2 separate regions of the Mus musculus genome follow, and region 2 is linked to region 1. Evidence: chromatin contacts called from public Hi-C data. All regions are on one chromosome and are shown on one strand. The core of a region is the stretch at or near the end of the contact, and the rest is flanking DNA. Distances in the headings are between cores, read along the strand shown. Region 1 has its middle 3.6 kb from the start of Gm41040. Region 2 has its middle 31 kb from the start of 4922502H24Rik.

Region 1 (3,949 bases), core at 1,079-3,578:
CTTTTATATCGGTCAACATCCCCCTCCCACCTTCAAGGGACAAGACAAACGAAACATGCAAGATGGGAAATTTTGAAGAGGCTCTATTTAAAGGGCGTGAGCGGTAAAAAGAAATTGTGGCAGTGTGTCTGTCATTACCCACAACGGGTCAAGAGGGCTCTTTGTGGACCAAAGACACAGACAGGGTAGATTAGGCAAGCAGCCGAGACAAGAGCAATGCCTGCTGGGAGATGTGGGCAGTCCGTCAGCAAGGACTGCTGGGGGAAACAGCAGCCTGCGGCAAGCTCACGACTAAAACCATCCCTAGCCTAAAGAAGTAACATCAGATCCTATCCGTGTTCAGTCTAAGCAGGTCATTTCATGAAGCTATGAAGCACTAAGCAGATATTTTTCTTTCTTCCTTCATGTAAGTTTTTTTTGTTTGTTTGCTTGCTTGATTGCTTGTTTTGTTTTGTTTCTTTTTTATTTTTCCGAGACAGGGTTTCTCTGTGTAGCCCTGGCTGTCCTGAACTGACTCTATAAAAACAGGCTGGCCTCGAACCCCGAAATCCGACTGCCTCTGCCTCTGGAGTGCCGGAATTAAAGGTGTGCTTCAACCACACCCAGTTTCTGCATGTAAATTTTAATCTATGCTTCGCTAAATCAAGAGTGTTGGGGTTTGGTCTAATGCTTGTAGTAGGGTAATTGAGTTCCCAAAACTGCACGAGAATCCACCTGTGTCCTCATGTAAGACGCTGGGGGTCTTGCCCCTAGTTGGTTTTGATTGGTAAATAAAGTTGCCTGTGGTCAATGACTGGGCAGAGAGACAGAGGCAGGACTTTTAGGATTCCCCGGCAAGGGACAGAGGCAGAAGGAAAGAGAGAGCCGCCATGCCATGCCGGGAAAAGAGTAAAGATCAGCCTGAGAGGTGCAGAGCAGAGAGCATAGCCATCACGGAGGAGTCGGGGAGCGTGGCCCAGGAGTATGCAGGTCTGGATTGGGGAAGCAAAGATGGAGTAGAGGTTTTAGTAAGTGATGAGTCAGGATTATCAGAAAGTACATCGGCCATGTGAAGATTTGGAAGTGATACAGCCACTGAGCTGTTTAAGGCATATTAAAATATAAGGGTGTGTGTGTCTGTCTGTCTGTCTGTGTCTTTCATCCCGGAACCCAGAACATTAATTAGGGCAGGTAGTGAGTAATGCGCCGCCACCTCTGCGCATTTGAGTAGGGATTAATTGGCTGCTACTACACAAGAGCTCCACTCCAAACCTTACAAAACCTACACTACAATCCTCCAGTCCAGAAAAAACAAACAAACATTTAATAAACATCTGGACTCCTGAATAAACACACAATTCCTTGTAAACCTAGGTGGTCTGCTAAAACCTTCTAAATGATAAGCATGTCTTAAAGGACCGTTTGAGAAAGGTAAAGCAGAAAGGGGTAGGTTGATGACAGCTTGGGTACATAGGCCATCAAGCCTCACCTAGCCTTAGCTTGCAGCTGTGCCAGGGAGGAAGACCACTGGAGAGCACATTGCTGCACAAGCCATCAGACAGAAGACCTCAAAGTTCAAACTGGGGGAGAAACAAAAAGCAGCAGGACTCGTATCCATGGAAAGCTCCTGGTTGTGGCAAGTGGTGTTCCAGTTACAAACAGAAGCCACCCAGTGCTGCTTGTTATCCCAAAAGAACCTCAAGACAGCTGAGGGTAACAGGACACACCTGGGATACAGCACCGGGAGGGAGATGCAGGAGGATCGGGAATTCAAAACCAGCCTGGGCTACATGAAACACAATCTCAAAATAAAATAAATCTCCTAGAAACTAGGGAAAAGAATAGCAATGCAATCTTCAGACAGGCTATCCACAAATCACCTCAAACACAGAAAGAACAAAGGGAGTTTAGAATCACAGATAAGGCATATCACGATTGGAAGAACTGACAGCACACTCCTTCTTTAAATTTTGTTTCATGTGTGTGGATGTTCTGCCTGCCTGCATGTATGTATGCCTGTGTACCACATGTGTGCTTGGTATCCACAGAGGCCAGAAGAGGGCATCAGATCCCCTGGAACTATAGTAACAGATAGTTGTGAGCCACCACGTAGGTCCAGGGGATTGAATCCAGGTTCTCTGGAAGAGCAGTCAGCATTCTCAACCATTAGACCATCTCTCTAGCCCTATATCACTTTTCCTTCCTTAGCCAGCCAAACTACCAAGTCAGAAAAAGCCATCCACCCTCGACGTAAGCATTTAAACTCAGCATTTGATAGACATGCTCATCCAAGAGAGAGAAAAGGGGCCCAGCTGATCACAAAGATTGACGCTAGTTACGAGTGAGCACAAGCCCAGAGCATTAGTAGTGCAGGACTCTGTCTTCAGCTTTGAGCCGTTCACTGAGTAACAGCTGAGTATACAGCTGGCTTATTTATGCACTTTTTGACGGCTAAGGACGGGAGCCAAGATATGGGTGGGAGATTGAAGATCCAGGGACCCCAACATCAAGCCAAACTTCACAAAACTTTGCATTGAAATTAACATGAAAGCATAACATTTAAACGTTTTCACACATAAAAGCATAGTTATTAAGAAGAAATGATCAAGCCTCCAATTGAACTCAGTGGGGTTAAATTCTTGCTTTTATTTTTTTTTTCCCTCTTGCCAAAATCTACCATCTGTACAACAGATGAATTTTCTTAGAGGAAAAAAAAGTATATAAATTTATAAGAATAAAGAGTACTAAAGAAGAAGCAAGCAGAAGAAGAAGAGACGTGAGCAACTCTGAAACCCAGAAAATACCTAATAACTAAGTTGACAAAGCCCGTCTCCAGAAACAAAGCCTAAAAACAGGAAGTGGAATGATAGGCTAACTCATGCCCGGGGATCCCAGTGGGTTCTCCCCACACACTGCAGAAGAAATGCTGAGGCAGCGTGAACAGTGGATATGCTTGGTCAGCACTCAGCAGCACCCCTGGTAGGACCTAGACTAGGTTCTTCCTGAGTACTGCAGAAGAGAGAACTGAAGCAGAGAGAACTGCAGTGTAGGTGGACGTCGTGTAGCAGTATGATCGTCCTGCCTTGCCCATGGTTTTGCCTTTAGAAGTCTCGGTTCCCTGCCACTAATCATGGTCCAACAATATGAAAATGACATACTCTAGGGATAAAGAACGTATACGTTTTTAATTGCACGCTGTTTTCACTAGCATGCCCTATCCTGCTCTAGACTGTCCAAGAAGCAACTTATCCCTGGTAGCCATACTACCTAGTCACCTGCCACCCCTAGTCACTCAATATCCAGCTAGGTCTCAGATCAACGTGTTGAGGATTGATCCTAATGCTTTGAGTTAATCCGGCCCTCTAAAGCGGGAATCTGCGTGTCCAACTGCTGAAGGTTCTTGTCCCCAATTGGCTTTTGATCGATCAATAGAGAGCCAACGGCCAATGACTAGGCAGGTAGACTGAGGTGGGACCTTTGGATTTGTGTGGACTAGGAACAGGAGAAAGGAAAGAGAGGGAGAATCACAATGACTTGGAGGAGAAGGGTGGAACATAAGAGCTGCAGGAGAGAAAGCCAACCAGCCACGCACGTAAGAATTCAGGTGAGGGGTCACTGGCCACTTCCCCATTGGGCCCTGGGTAGCAGAGGAAGGTTTAGGAATCTCAGGAGTGCCGAAGGGGAGCGTTTGCTAGCAGGGGAAGGTTCAGGAGTGCCCACCCTTTGAGCTAGCCATGGCATATCATAAATTAACTGACATGTGTGGGTGTGTCTTTCATTCGAGACTCCAAAGAGATCCTGTGGGTGGGTGGCTGGGAGCCCAACCTACTGGGAACCAAAGCAGTGTGGCTTAAACGCACTGCTACATCAACTGTCATTCATACGTAGGAGGGAAGAGTGAAGTGTTTCCAACACACCTGGACACTTGCCTGACAATATCATCTTCGCTTTTATTCCCGTTCAGTACTCA
Region 2 (3,949 bases), core at 888-3,387, 570 kb before region 1:
TAAACTACTTAGATAAAATGGTCAACTACAAAGACATTATTTCACCTAGAAGGAGCACAGACACAAAAGGTACATACTGGAGCCATTAACATGAGATATCTCAAAGAAGGTGAGGCTGGAAAGTGAGTTAGTGACTGCCTGGGACTGGAGGTGGATATAGGAGATCTCACAGCAGGGGTGGAATTCTTTAAAATTGGATGGTTGGCATACGGCCTAACTCGGTATATTGACAAAAGCACTGGATTGTTAAAACAGGTGACATTTATTAGATACAAATTATAGTGCACTAAATTTGTTAAAAGTTATTAATAACCAAAGAAAATTCAATGATAGATGATTATAAAACTAAGTTTTTGGTTTCAACATCAAAATGCTTTCTATTCTTGGCTAACTCTGAGAGAAAAGCAGGCAAATGATTCTGTCACTAATGTCTTTTCTGGAAGCATCAAATGCTCTATTAACTGAAAAAATAGTTTAAAACAGCCCAACTATATACCCAGAGGAAAAGCTGCATTTCTTCTCTACATATCCTTTGAAGAAGATATCCCATCTTTAAAATAATAATAATAATAATAATAATAATAATAATAATAATAATGAATCTCTTCTCAAAAAGAATCAGTCCTGGAAAAGATATTTGAAGGTCAGATATTGGGAAAGTCATCTAAGATATTTTCCCAAAAAGATCTTTTCCAAAAGGAAGGAAGAAAATGAAGAAGATGGGAGAGAAGAGGAATAGGAAAGAAGGGAGTGGGGGAGAGAAGGAGCAACAGGAGGAGGAGGAGGAGGAGGAGGAGGAAGAAGAGGAGGAGAAGAAAAAGCCATAGAGGAGGCAACCCATAAAATGTAAAGAGACTCAAGGCAGCCTCCAAGACTAAAGTCTCAAGAGTCAATGAACTAGATCCCAGTCACATCTACCCTGGGGCCAATATCAAGGGGCAGGGCCCCTGTGCCTCTTTTCCATTAGCACAGCTGGTCCAGTACTTTCCTCTTTAATACATACAAAAAATCCCACAGGACTCCAAGCGACAGCCTAGGTGTCCCTGAAGTTTATAAGCACTAGGAGCCACTACAGGGACACAGTGGCTGGCCCCAGATAGCCAGTGACATAGGGAACCCTCTATGTCTGTGAGGAAGTCCCAATCAATCTTCAGCCAAGTGCAAACCTATCTCTGCAATTGGTTCCTGAACCACCTGGTGCAGCTTATCTTCATTCCGGGGGTATGGTCGCCTGCACATCCTGTTTCTTTTCTCTTTTCTCCACCGCTCTTCTTTCAGCCGAGAGCTTGCCAATCATCAGACAGTTAATCCCGTGAAGAAAAGAGGCAAACGGCAAGATTTTAGAACATGTATCTGCAAACCCAAAACTTATGGCTGCTTCTGCCCTGGGTAGCCTCAAAGCAACAAGTGACTTCTGAAGTCAACGTCTAATCAATGCTGTGACATTCAGTGTGTGTGTGTGGGGGGGGGGGGGTTGAAGTCAAGTGGGCCATGCAGAGAAAAGGAATTGGGGAGATGGCATGAGGCTAGTTGTCTCTTAAGAACTGAGATTGTTTCTTTCTGGGCAGAAAAAGGTGGTATGAGAAATAAGCCTTCACAAGCTGACACAAGAGACAGGTTTTTTTGGTAATGTTCATTTCACCTGCAAAGGCTCTGAATGCCCATCAGACAAAGGTTGCTTGTTTCTCCGCAGACTGAGTGATAGCATGGACTTGGCTGTGGGGACTGCATAGGTGTTTGGCCACTGTGAATGCATGGGCTTGGGGAAGAGCTTGCCAAATCCCGTTACGGTTTATGGAAGTCAGGAAGCCATAGATTCCCAACTCTGGTCCCATTTCTCAAGTTCCACTGAAGGTTTTGTGCTTGTAGTTGACTGGCTTTTTTTGTATTTTGATTTTTCATTAACACAGAAGGCTTGCTGTTGGCAATCACACCCTGGAATGTCCTTGTTGGAGCTTAACATTCCAGTACATTCTACGTTGCCTAATGATGAAGTTGTGGTTTGCCAGGAAAGGATTGTTAACGCTTTCCTTCTAGAACTGGGTAGAACTATCCCCGTGCAAACCTCAGCTAGTTCAAACAGAGCTTCTGTAATGGCAGGGGGAGAGAAAAGCTGCTATAAATACTTTTATGGGCTGCAGAGGTGATTTACAACCGGCTTTATTAATCCTATAAAAAGGCACAGCTGAACGCCTTTGAGTTGCATGCGTACAGATGACTAATTAAATACACAGTTAAAAGCCTTGACCCAGCACAATTCTGACCATTAAAGAAATAAGTCTTGAATTCCCCTCCAGGCAGAAGGGTTTTTTTTTTTTTTTTTTTGGATGGATTTGTGGGTGGAAAGGGGTGGGAGATCTGTAGAAGGGGGAAGTGGACATTGTGATGAATCATGGAAGGTAGAGCAAACAAGGGGAAGAAGTTTAGTTACCATTTTCCCCTACTCATAATGGCAGCAGTATGTCTGCCCCAGGCTGCCAAAGGCCGCTTTGGCTGATCTCTGACAGCACCAAGGTTGTGGTTGGTGTGAGGAGGACGAAGGAAAGCACAGAGGCAGTAGTAGGGAAGATAGAATCCCAATGTTGATGGGTAGACAAAGCAGCCCAACCTTGTCTTGCTCACGTGCTCGCTCCACTCGGCTCCCATAGTGAATTTCTGCGCTCAGAAACTGAGGCTCAAGGATGAAAAGTGATTTTGTTTGTTTGTTTGTTTGGTTTGTTTGTTTGGTTTGTTTTGTTTTGTTTTCCATTTCCAAATTTTGTTTAATTAGGTATTTTCTTCATTTACATTTCAAATGCTATCCCAAAAGTCCTCCATACCCCACCACCACTCCCACTTCTTGAACCTGGTGTTCCCCTGTACTGAGGCATATAAAGTTTGCAAGATCAAGGCCCAATGTTGGCTGACTAGGCCATCTTCTGCTACACATGCAGCTAGAGACACGGGCTCCAGGGGTACTGGTTAGTTCATATTGTTGTTCCACCTATAGGGTTGCAGACCCCTTTAGCTCCTTGGGTACTTTCTCTAGCTCCTCCATTGGGGGCCCTGTGATCCATCCAATAGCTGACTGTGAGCATCCACTTCTGTGTTTACCAGGCACTGGCTTAGTCTCACAAGAGACAGCTATATCAGGGTCGAAAGGTGATTTCCAACTAGCAGCTAGATTAATTAAGGGCAAGGCCAGGACAGGGACCCAGAAGTGACCTCTAAAACATTCCCCCTTTAGGAGACAACCATCCATTCCTCCTCCAGCCCTGTTGCCAGGAGACACAACGTGTTTCAGTGTGGGGAGAGGGGATTAGCAGAAGGCAAGTAAGGTAGGCTGTGATTCCAAAGGAAAATGTTTGCCAAACCATCTATCAGAGACATAAAAGGCCCTTTCAGTTTTCAGGTTCTTGGAAGGGACTGGAAGAGGAGGGAGTGGCCTTTCCCATCAGGGGACAAGCTGTAACAATTCTTCTATCAGCTCCGTGAGGTTTGCTTTGGTAGTTGGCCCCTTCACAAAGTCTGGCTCTGTGAAAATACTTTGAGAAGCTCCCATACCAAGCTGTGAACGTGTGCTGCAAGACCAGACCGCTGGGTCGGGGTGTTGGGTAGACTGCTGTAGGGTTATGTAAGCCAGCCAAATGCTTTCCCTGCAATGTCAAGGGTGCCTCCCAACCCCACCACTACTCAAATTAGGAGAATGGCTGAGGAGTTTTTTTCTTTTCCCATCAAATAGCTCTACCTGCTTTGAATTTGGATTCTGGGGTAGCATCATTAATTCCAGTAGGAATAACAAGCTTTCTTCCCTCGTCCCATGCGAAGCCAGGGGTCTGGCTGCCACCTCTGCCTGGAAACATTGCCTTCACTGTCTTTCATTAGTCTTGTTCCCTTTCATCAGCTAACTCAGATTCAACTTTCAGGTCAAATGCCACTTTCAGTCAAAGAAATGTTTCTGGAACCCCAA

What was found. Hi-C and Micro-C count contacts between places; a contact is called where the count stands out from the background.
Region 2: a Hi-C map of uterus shows a contact between it and region 1, with 3 times the contacts expected there. The contact joins two enhancer-like sites. A contact is called at or near these places in 1 of 484 Hi-C or Micro-C datasets (uterus) and 1 of 9 other capture datasets (embryonic stem cells).

The regions. Positions count from the first base shown.
Region 1 is chr13:100,858,255-100,862,203 of GRCm38.p6, reverse strand. No RefSeq gene overlaps it. Among named protein-coding and RNA genes, the nearest start is that of Gm41040, 3.6 kb to the left of the region's middle. Within about 2 kb of position 2,328, at least 14 of the 459 cell types and tissues checked have an H3K27ac peak or open chromatin away from gene starts, as enhancers often do. A contact at or near this core is called in uterus, where this site is marked.
Region 2 is chr13:101,426,174-101,430,122 of GRCm38.p6, reverse strand. No RefSeq gene overlaps it. Among named protein-coding and RNA genes, the nearest start is that of 4922502H24Rik, 31 kb to the right of the region's middle. Within about 2 kb of position 2,137, at least 38 of the 459 cell types and tissues checked have an H3K27ac peak or open chromatin away from gene starts, as enhancers often do. A contact at or near this core is called in uterus, where this site is marked.